3 separate regions of the Mus musculus genome follow, and all the other regions are linked to region 3. A link is a contact called in public HiChIP or PLAC-seq and promoter capture Hi-C data. All regions are on one chromosome and are shown on one strand. Each heading gives the region's core, a stretch centred on a gene start, on an enhancer-like site or on the middle of the called end of the contact. The rest is flanking DNA. Distances are from core to core; before and after follow the strand shown.

Region 1 (3,637 bases), core at 690-3,189, 900 kb before region 3:
GGCCACATTCCACTTGCCCAAGAGTATCATGTGGCTAGTGCTTACTCACTCCACTGGACAACTCAGAGAAAACATTTCCATCTATGCCAAAAGTTCTACTGACAAGCACCACCACTCTGAAATGGGGTGCATTTCTCAACTGACATTCAGAACTTCTTCAGTTAAAAAGTTGAAGACTTTTATACTTACTAACTGTCACTTTGTCCTTATCTCCCAGCATAATGTTGTTTGGCGTGAGATCTCTGTGAACAATCCTCTTCTCCTTGTGCAGATACCGAAGAGCTAAGCACAGCTTGAAACAAGAATGGAAGCAAATTTGATTCCTGCCATATACGTAACCAACAGTGTATCTCTAAGGTAGCTCAGAACTTTGTTGTATAAAGAAAATTTCAATGAAGGGTGTAGTGTACCTGTATAAATATTTTCCACAGTCGCTCTTCACTGAAATGGTGATGTTTTTCCTTCAAAGAATTAAAGTGCTCTCCAAGTGGGGCTCCTTCTATCAGCTCCATAACGATATACAACCTGTCATCTATGCAAAAGCAAAAAGGAGTCACAGAAATGTAAAGTCAGTATAAAGCCCTGGAAAACCTTCACAAATTAGAACCCGGGCTTTCCAAGGAGTGTTGGAGCACAAAACGGAAAACTTAGTGTCAGGATCCACTGAATGCTGGCAGAGCACAGAGCTGCCCTTGGGGCAGTCACAGCCTAGCAGCAACTTCCTCTGACTCCAGACTTTCTCCTCTCTGGCAAGCATAATCATTTTCTGCTTATACCATAGAATGCCTGAACCATGTCAAAGACAGTAAGCCAACTGTCTCAAGTCACGAGGCCTGCCTCTTAGTACCTCGGATCAAATAAGACGTTCAGAAAACCGCATTATAAATTGCATTTTGTATGGTGACATAGATTATGTCATACAAACTTACCCACGGATCACGCTATGATGTTGCAATAACACAGACTAAAGCACCTACCCATGACAGAGATTACTGCTAGGCCCCTCTCGAGTAGAGAGACCTGGACTCTGATTTTATGTTAGGGTTTACAAGGGTTTAGCACTGTTTGGGTTTTTGGTTTTCTTGTTGCTGTTTTTGTTCTCTGAATACACTCCTTTAAAGCCAATTTGAACTACTAATAATGATATGTGACATGTGTCTTTTCTGACTGTTGGACATACACAAAATACACACATACACAATCTGCCTGCAAAGGACAGACATCTCCCATCCTGCCCACTGGCTTCTCCACCAGTCTCACACTGCAGCATGAATGTAAGCACACTGTTCTTCCTGTTGCCTTTCACAGGATTGCAAAAATGAATAAACCATATAGCATCTCTCTTACGGACATTTATAGATTCCCAAGTTTCACCATTCCAAGAAATACATATTGCCTGCACTATGCTTAGCTGTTTGTTTTCATTTTCTCAAATTATAGTCTTCTTCATCATAGTTTATAACTTGGTAATATTATACATATTTTAAGTTTCCTTCAATTTATTTTGGAAGTCGTCAGGTTAAGTGTTTTGTTTTTGTAATGACTTGTACTTACTTCAGTCTAAGTCAGGAACTAAATCTGATAGCTTTAATTACAGGAATAATCCCGATATTAAGAACTAGCACGTAAGGAGGAAGGAGTCCATCTAAATCACTTAAAGAAGGGAAATGGGTAAAAACATAGCAATTGAGCTGCATACAGAACAGCTTCTGTTTAGTATTGAGACAGGGTCTCTCTATGCAGCCATGCCCAGCCTGAAACTCACTATGTAGATCAGGTTGTCCTCAAACACACACAGTCGGCCTCTGCCTCTCAAGTGCTGGGATTAAAGGACTGAGTCACCATGCCCGGCTAATACTTCAGGATTTTATGCTACAGATGGTTAAGTTCAATACTTCCTTCACTTGTAAACAAGCGACTGAGTTTGGCTTTGTTTGACTGTGCTCTCCATCCCACAAGCAGGAAACAAGCCAGCCAGCCTGCAGGCTCAGCCAGGACTCTGGCGCCACCTGGTGGCATCTACTGAAATTTGTGAGAAAAAAAAAAAAAAACCTTGAAGGCGGAGTCCAATCCATTTTATTAGGGGTGGAAAATGCCACTAGATGCTGCTGTGAGCTTGCAAAAAGAAAAATAAAACATCATGCTTTAGTTCTCTTTTCTCTTTTTCTTCTACAGTTCCTTTTCTGTACAATAATTTAATTATTTTTGTTTATTCACACTGTGCCTCTATATAATACAGATCAAAATATTTTAAGTATTCTCAGGTCATCAATTAAAAAATTATTTTACTGCTTAAGAAAGCAATGCCTAATAATAAAAGCCAGTAGAAAATAGCTGAATGGGTTTATTTTCTGCCAACATAATATAAATGTATATAAATAACAAACATATGTTTCCTTACTTAGAAAGCAATTCATACTTACTTTCCAAAAATGTTTTATAATAACGTACAACATTGGGATGATAAAGCTGTAAGAAAACAAATAGCAAACACTTATCAGACTCTTCAAAACACAAGCTTTTGTACACTGAAGTTTCATCTAAGACTGCCAGCTGCCATTTAAGGTTTTAAATGACTTTTTTAAGTTAATGAAAGAGACAGTGTCCTCCATGCCTTTGTGAACCAGGCTAGAAGATGCTGCACTTCCTAATGGGCAGTGGACAGGTTTAGGACTGATCAGTTCCTTAACGATTCCCTTAGCATGCTCTGCCCCAGGGTTGGGCCTCAGCTACACAGGGAGGGAGAAAGTTCTAAAAAAGAAAAATGGTGTAAAATGTCTCCAACTATTTATTTAGAATGTAGTTTCTAGGTAAAGTGTCTTGTTTCAGAGGAATTGCCATGATGTCTATAAATGGTTTGTGCCTCTGAGTGTCCCTCTGAGTGGGGCCCACGTAGCTGCTACTCACACCAACCCAGCGGTCTCAGGGTTATCAGCAGCAGAGTAGCCAGGATGTGGCTTCCCAGGCAGCAGTGACATTTGTCTGTCCCTCAGCCCTGGAAGTGTCCTTTCTGCTGCTTTTCCCACTTGGGATGGGAAGGTGTCACCAGCAGTTGCATGGAACAGGGAATAATGCCAACTTGTGCCATTCTCTAAGCCTGGTAGTTCGAAGCCTCTGTGCTGTGCTCATTGTCACCTCTTAGCAGACAGGGTCTCTCACTCCCGTACCTATGGCTTCTGTATTCCATGACATCCTTCTTTTTGGTTCAGGTGGCTCCCACAGGAGGGACAATCTTCAGTGACATCAAAATCTAAACTGTGGCACCCTGATTGGCCTCTTCTGGACCCTTTTTCTTAGGAAACGCACTTAAACAAATTAGCACCCAAATCAACTAGCAAGTGGGGACAGGATGAGTTTCTGAACGGATGGGATGGCTTCTTGCGATCTAATCCATTAGTGGTGACTTTTGTTGTAACTTAGTGATGTCAAACTATAGGTTTCAATGAATAAAGACCATGTTTGTGACACCAAGCAAACATGACTGCAGGGCGCAGTGAGGCTGGCAGCTTCCTAGAACTTAGAAACAGAAATGCACAAACAAGGAGAGCTGGGAAAGGAACCAGCATCTTCTCGGATTACAGAAAGAATTCCCATTTCTCGCCTGCGCTCCGTTTTCCTCCAATACTCCTTCATAATG
Region 2 (3,654 bases), core at 893-3,392, 620 kb after region 3:
ATAGAGACAGAAACTACCAGATGGTGGAGAGAGGCCTGATGTTAGCGTGTTGAGAAGATCAAGAGTCTAGAATTCCACCCTTCTAGACAAGACTGGCCACCCATGATCTGAGTCATATTTTAAAGCCCAGTTTTAATCAAGAACCTAGAGTTTCTTTTAGTCCATATGGAATGGAGAGACCCATTGACATTTTATTATAACCCCCTTTGTTGTGGAGACTCACAATACAGACAAACTTGATGTTGTAAAGGTATAGTTTCAGTGATAGTGTTTGATTGCAGATAGAACCTAACTGTCATCACTAATAGCCAGTAACATAAGAATACAGTAGGCCACTGATAATGATTTTAACATAGTCCCATGAGACCATGAGACCATGAGAGGCATGAGAGCAAGATTCTAAGTTAGTTGTTCCAAGCCAGCTTCAGTATCTGCTAGCTACAGAGTGGAGGAAAGCTCATCTTCTCTGGTAAGATGTGTCCAAACTTTTACATATGCTCCTGTTCACTTCTGTAGACCTAATATGTTCCTGAATATATTTAGCCTATTTTCTCATTTATAAAGTCATATCTACTACCAAGATGCAGATATTAAAAGAGACAGGCAGACAGGTAGATAAGATATCATTTTCACAGACAGGTGGATGATAGAACATGAGTTATCAATAATTCTTCATTTACCTTTTCAACTTCATTCTCATTCAACAGACACATAACATGTAAAGGTCACCATTTGTCTGGGGCAGGGATTCCTCAGAAATGGGTAAATGAATGAATACCACAATGTTTAATTTATGGTTCTATCATGAATATGCGGATGCATAGAAACAAGCCACACCCCCTTTGCAGCCCATGCTTTTCAGCCCCGTAGTTTCACAGTGATGGGTGTCCTTAATAACTCATGAATCCTGGGCAGCAAGTAGGGACTGAGTGAAAAGGAGAAATGGAGAGGCTTACCAATGTTCTGTTGTTCAGACAGAATTCTGTGTCAGATGTCAGATGTGTGGAAAATTCCCCTACAAATGATCATTAGGCAAGACTTCACTGTTCTGGTTACATGAGCCAGATTCTAATGGAGACAAATTTAAACTGGAAGATGATCTAGCTTACATTTGGGGATACTTCATATTTTGAATAAATGAATTTACTCTGAGGACAAGAGGCTAGCAGGAGATTTCCACAAGGAAACGAAGAAGTGGACAGACACTCTTATTGTCACCAGGATAGCACTAGAGTAAGGCCTTCTCAGCTGGGAATCTTCTGTGGTGGAAAAAAAATCAGAAAGGTAAATGTGAGTGCATGTTACAGTGTGATATGACTCACACATTTCTTCATCAGAGTTTTGCTTAAAGCCTCCATAGCAGTAGTTCTCGGCCTTTCTAAGTGCGGTGGCCCTTTAATACGTTTCCTCGTGTTGTGCTGACTCCCAATCATAACATTATTTCTGTTGCTACTTCACAACTGTAATTTTGCTACTGTTATGGATCATGATGTAAATATCCGTGTTTTCAAATGCTTTTAGTTGACTCCTGTGAACCTTGTGGCCCAAATGGAGTCATGGCCCACAGATTGAGAACCACGGGTGTTGACGGTGTACAACCATTATATTCACCAGTTCAAATTACTTTAGTAAAGTTACATTTCTTGCCCAATCCAATGGAATGGTGCCTAGAATTCATACCTGCTTATGTGCAGGAAACTGCCTGGTATGTATAAATGGTCATCACCATTATCTGGAAGATCTAATTAACACCCTGTCTCTGTTACCCAAGAATTAAGCTGTAATTGTAGTGTCTATTTGTCATGCTATAAATAGTTTTTATTAAGACTTTACTAGAAGAGATTTTTTTCAGCCTCCAACAGAAATTTTTTAGAGTCTAGGATACTAAGAAGAATACTCACTAGACATTCTCACCAAAATAAAAATTATATTTGAATAAAGTATTCTTTATTACCCCAAGTTAACACAAGAAGTGGTGTGAGAAGAATCAGAACTGCACCAGGCAAGTTTTCGGATGGTTTTGGAGGAAACCATGTGCCTCTTACTTGTGTTTTCATTGTATTTCTTCCCGAGGTCCATGGAGAACAGCCATCACCATCTGGCCAGGCTAATTCTGGGAGGCTACAGCTGCAGCCCCGTGTCTGGCAATCACAGCTCCAGGTTCCTTCCATACTAAATAGCTAGCTCAATTGCAGCCTGGCCAGCATATTCCACTGCAGACAGCCTTGCTTCCTAGTAGGAGTTCAGCCTTACAAACATGACAGATCATCCTTGTCATTCATTAGCCTAGAGTTCACATCCCCCTTTCTCCTTTCAGGACTATATATCGGGCTTTTGGAAACACACACACCTCATTCAGGCATACCCTCTTACACAGATGGTTGCAATTTTCCTATAATTGGTCCCTCCATTTTGATTTTTCTATTTCATGATCCATTTCATTCCAATTCCAGTTTAATTATTCAGAAGCCCAGATCAAAACCCTGTTATTCCCAAGTCATGATTTGTCTTTTGAAACAGTTTCACTGTTGATCTTGTGAGCCTTGGCTTGTCATTCTTCTGCCTTAGATTTCTGCTAGGATTACAGACATGAGAGACCATATTATGCTCCAGCTATGGACTTAGTTAATGCTTTTGTGGCTTCAGGGTAAATTTAAACACCCTGCACTTTCACTCAAGGCATTTTGCCACATGATCCTACCGATGGCAAGCAGTATACCATGGTAACTAAGAGTTTAGTGATCACAGGTACTAGCCCACAGCAGCACCTTTCCTGGCCTGCACATGGGTTTTCTCATCAGCTTAGTGGATAATAAGATCAAGGTTTTAATCTTCTAACAGCAGTACAGTACAGACTCAGTAAATGGTCTGTGTAACTAAGTTTCACCCCACTTCCACTCCTGAACAAAAGCACTTAGAAGGTCAGGAATTAGAGATATAAAGTGGAGAGAAGCTGAAGTGTGCCGTTACCAGAAAATAAGAACGGTCCATGCACCACCCATACCAGTTTACAGATTACCTGTGGACAGTTCTCATTTCCTCTAGCACCATTTTTGTTCATTCTGACCTTAGTGAGAAAACTCTTGATTCACCGGTAACCAAGAATGAACAAAACATCAAGAACCCTGACAAATGACTGCAGCTTTGTCACTGGAGCTTGGGATATCTGTTGATGTGGCTGGGCTGGTCCTTCTGCTCCAGCTCTTTCTGGAATCACAGAAAATAGTCCTCCTGGGGATTTCAGTTATATCTACTCTTATCTTTGCAGTACCCACTGGAGGAGAAGTTCTCCGGGCTTCAGCACATCTTCTTCTGACTTTCAAGGGACTCTCAGGGAGGAGAACTGTTCTGGCACAAACAGCCTTTCTGGGCTGCTGTTCTTGACTTTCTTATCTCTTTGAGAAACCTATGGATTGCTTTGCATCTGTGTGCATTCACTTTGATGGGGGCTTGAGGATAATGGGCTTAGATTTTAGCCATCACCCCACTCATGACTCCAAACTTTAATACATAGGCCAAGTGATCTTGGGAAAGTAAGTTTGTATCTTGTCATTTCCCTTTTTTTACTTGTAGAAAAGGGTCAGGACTGGCTGACCCAAAGAATCACTGTTAGTATTAAATATATTAAATTCCTTAAAAATTCTTTGTAAAAGC
Region 3 (3,140 bases), core at 344-2,843:
TTGGTTTGGGATTCTGTTGTTTGGTGCTTGTGGGGGTGGGGGGGCGGGCCGGGGAAGGAGGTCGGTGTGCCTATGTAGCCCAGCTGGCCAAAAATTCAATGTTCAGACCCAGATTAGCTTCAATTCACAAACCTGCCAGCCCAGATAGGCTACCACACACCACCCCGCTGAATTTAAGATTAATATTACCCTCCTTCCTACGCCAAGGAAATGAACATGGTCCAAAGTCCAAGTTAGGAGGAGCCTTTAGACCAGTACTCTTTCAAAAAGTCAGCGAGCAGTTCCACATTTGGAAGAGGTCATTTATGCTTCAAAATCTTCATTCAGGGTAATTTCTGCCTTTGTGACAAAAGTAGATACTGTATTTGACCCATACATAGTTCTGCCTAGAGGTTAAAAACCACCTCCCTTGAATGATCCCAAGTCTTCCGCTAGAAAGAACTGAGGGAACACAGGGCCGATGCATGGATCCCACTTAAGAAATCTCAACAACCAAAAAATGACCCCACACCATTGCCTTATGCAGGATCTGAAGGTTCAAGGGATTGGGATCATGAAAACTGATAAACAAAAACCTGGGTTATAAAGTCAAACTCTACCCTGTTGGAGGTCAAATCAACTCTCAACAGGAACATGGTTCCACTAGGAGAACATTCCTCAATGTTGAATCAAAATGATTTTTTGTTTTGTTTTGTTTTGTTTTGTTTTTTTGTTTTGTTTTGTTTTGTTTTTTGTTTTTCGAGACAGGGTTTCTCTGTGTAGCCCTGGCTGTCCTGGAACTCACTTTGTAGACCAGACTGGCCTCGACTGCCTGCCTCTGCCTTCCAAGTGCTGGGACTAAAGGCGAGCGCATTCACTGCCCGACTCCCCCCCCCCCCCCGGGAGGGGGGTGGTTTATTTCATTTTTCAGAAGAGATGACACTATAACCTGCAGTGTGTTCTAGAAATGTGTACTCCGCACCCCCAAGTAATGTGTTTGCAATGAGCAGCACCCCCACCCCCAACACCTACTTTCAACTTCCCTTTAAGAAGCAGTTTTTGAAAAGCAAAGTTAGTATGAAAATGAAGGCACCCCATCTGGATTCCAGCAGCGAGGGAGAACTGGATGAGAGGTGAGAACCGGAGGGACCTGAGCCCTGGGTCCTGAGTGACGCTCCCCAGACAGGTGACCAAGTTTCTTTCCCCCGCTTCGCCAGCACCCGCCAGAGCTCAGGAAGGGAGGATGGCTTGCCGCGCCCGCCTCAAGAATACGGGTTCGAGACCCACGGCGGCAGTGGCCGCGCCCCCGTCCCACCGGAGCGCACGGTCGGGGCAGCCCGGGACAGAGGTCACCTGGAGCGTCAGGCGCGGAGCCCCGCGAGCGCGCGCAGCCCGAAGCTCACCTGGCGGCTGGCCGCGGCCTCCAGGGCGGCCTGTGGGCGCGGGCAGGGCGGGACGGCGGTGTCCCCGGGCCCAGCCGCCGCCGCCCGCCCTCCCGCCGCCCGTCTCGCCCTTCACCCGCCGGCCGCTCCGCGCCCCAGGAGAGCGGCGAGCGCGGGTCCGCGGCGGCGCGGCGCGCGCGCCGGCGCGACTCAAAAGTCGGAGAGGGCGGCGGGCGCCGCCGCCTCCTCCTCCATGACTGTTTACCCGGCTGCATTGTGGGAGTTTGACCTTCGCCGCCAACCGCCGCCTCAGCTCGGCCGCCGCCGCCGCCGCGCACGCCATGGGAGCCGTGACTGACGGTGAGGCCTCGGCGGGTGCGGGGACGCGGGGCAGCGCCGGGATCCGGGCCGTCTGGGGTGGGGGGCTCCCGGGGCGGTGCGCGGCGGGGAGAGGCGCAGGGCGGCTCGCTCGGCCCGGGCGATGCAGTGCCCCGAGGGGGCCGCCTGGGGGGCTTCCCGGGCCGGGCTGGGTCGGGCCCACGGGCAGCGCGGCGGGCCCCAGGGAGCGCAGGAGCTCGGAGGGCGGTGGAGTGAGGACCCCGAGCTGGGGACGGCGGCTAAGAGGAACAGGGGTGTCTGGAGGGCCGGTCGGGAAGTGTATCTGGGCGACTTACAAGGTAAGGCGCCAGCATGGGAAGAGGCCGGCGGCTTGGACCGCGGCAACAAAAGGAAGGCATGTTGGAGCGGGTGAGTTGTTGGCCTGAGTGGATTAGGAGTGATGGATGGTGGACAGTAGATGTCTGTGGGCTGAGAGCAGAAATAAGAGCGCGTTTGGGAGAAGGATGGACTGACACGATAGGCAACTGGAGCAGGAACTGAGAAGGTACCCGCTTTGGTAGAAAGGTTCCGGTGGCTTGATGTTGTTTGATGGGCTGATCAATAGCTATGGATCCCAGTGGAGAAACAGGGGACTTCCAGAAATGAACAACGATCGGCCCAAATTTGAGGACGGGCCGAGGAAATACCGATGTGGGTATAAATAAAGGCCTCGGAACTTGGTAGGGGGGATTTTAACCTTGGTTTTGTTTTTTTTTAATTCGAGTTTAATTTATTCAGGAAGTACTTAGCTTACTTCTAGGCAATACTTTACTGAACACGTTTGATACCCAGAAGCAGCAGGTAAAGGTGTTTCCTCTTATACGTCTGCAGTGGCTGTAAACATTAAAAATTGGTAGGGTGGCTGTGTGTGTGTGTGTGTGTGTGTGTGTGCGCGCGCGCGCGCCTGCCTGCCTCTCTTTGAGCTGTCTCTGCCTCCCTCCCTCCCCCAGGCAGGCCACCCTACTAGAGTGGCAGTCAGAGGACACTTGCTGAAGTCACTTCTTCACTTCCACCAGATGGGTCCTGGGAATTGAACTGAGGTGGTCTTTCTACTGGTGATTAGAAAACTTGACAAATTTGCTTTCCCCCTTCCTTTGAAGGGTAAATAGGTGTTTTAAAACTGGAATTACAAGTGACCAACCACTTGCCAAAATGATGAAAGAAATTCAAGATGGCATATAGAACTTAGAAAACTTTACACCATGAAATTTCCAAGATCAGGAAAAGCCAGTGAAAGGGTTTTTGTTGTTATTTGGTTTGGTTTTGAGACAAGGTCTTGCCAGGCAGTGGTGGTGCACACCTTTAATCCCAGTACTAGGGATGCAGAGGCAGGCGGATTTCTGAGTTCTAGGCCAGCCTACACAGAGAAACCCTGTTTCAAAAAAACAAAAAGAAAGAAAA

What was found. Promoter capture Hi-C pulls out the DNA fragments that hold promoters and counts their contacts. HiChIP or PLAC-seq counts read pairs in DNA pulled down with a chosen protein or histone mark.
Region 1: a contact with region 3 is called in a RAD21 HiChIP or PLAC-seq map of pro-B cells, with 7 times the contacts expected there. The contact joins the enhancer-like site here to the promoter of Thoc7 in region 3. A contact is called at or near these places in 7 of 39 promoter capture datasets (the 3T3-L1 cell line, the C10 cell line, hippocampal neurons and 3 more), 1 of 15 datasets of contacts at CTCF or cohesin (pro-B cells) and 2 of 115 datasets of contacts at active chromatin or transcription factors (large pre-B cells and pro-B cells).
Region 2: a contact with region 3 is called in a promoter capture Hi-C map of second pharyngeal arch cranial neural crest. The contact joins the enhancer-like site here to the promoter of Thoc7 in region 3. A contact is called at or near these places in 7 of 39 promoter capture datasets (the C10 cell line, cranial neural crest, embryonic stem cells and 3 more), 9 of 115 datasets of contacts at active chromatin or transcription factors (bone marrow-derived macrophages, craniofacial prominence, embryonic basal ganglia and 5 more) and 1 of 9 other capture datasets (pancreatic islet).

What each region holds. Positions count from the first base shown.
Region 1 is chr14:14,862,288-14,865,924 of GRCm38.p6, reverse strand. It overlaps Nek10 (NIMA (never in mitosis gene a)- related kinase 10), which reads right to left. Exons shown (of 35, transcript NM_001195229.1): 19 at 2,424-2,469; 20 at 411-532; 21 at 190-292. Among named protein-coding and RNA genes, the nearest start is that of Nek10, 43 kb to the right of the region's middle. Within about 2 kb of position 1,939, at least 63 of the 459 cell types and tissues checked have an H3K27ac peak or open chromatin away from gene starts, as enhancers often do. A contact at or near this core is called in pro-B cells, where this site is marked.
Region 2 is chr14:13,334,844-13,338,497 of GRCm38.p6, reverse strand. It overlaps a transcript of Synpr not described here. Among named protein-coding and RNA genes, the nearest start is that of Gm5087, 52 kb to the right of the region's middle. Within about 2 kb of position 2,142, at least 8 of the 459 cell types and tissues checked have an H3K27ac peak or open chromatin away from gene starts, as enhancers often do. A contact at or near this core is called in second pharyngeal arch cranial neural crest, where this site is marked.
Region 3 is chr14:13,959,766-13,962,905 of GRCm38.p6, reverse strand. Thoc7 (THO complex 7) reads left to right here and starts at 1,593. Exons shown (of 8, transcript NM_025435.3): 1 at 1,593-1,721. The coding sequence starts at 1,703. It also overlaps a transcript of Atxn7 not described here.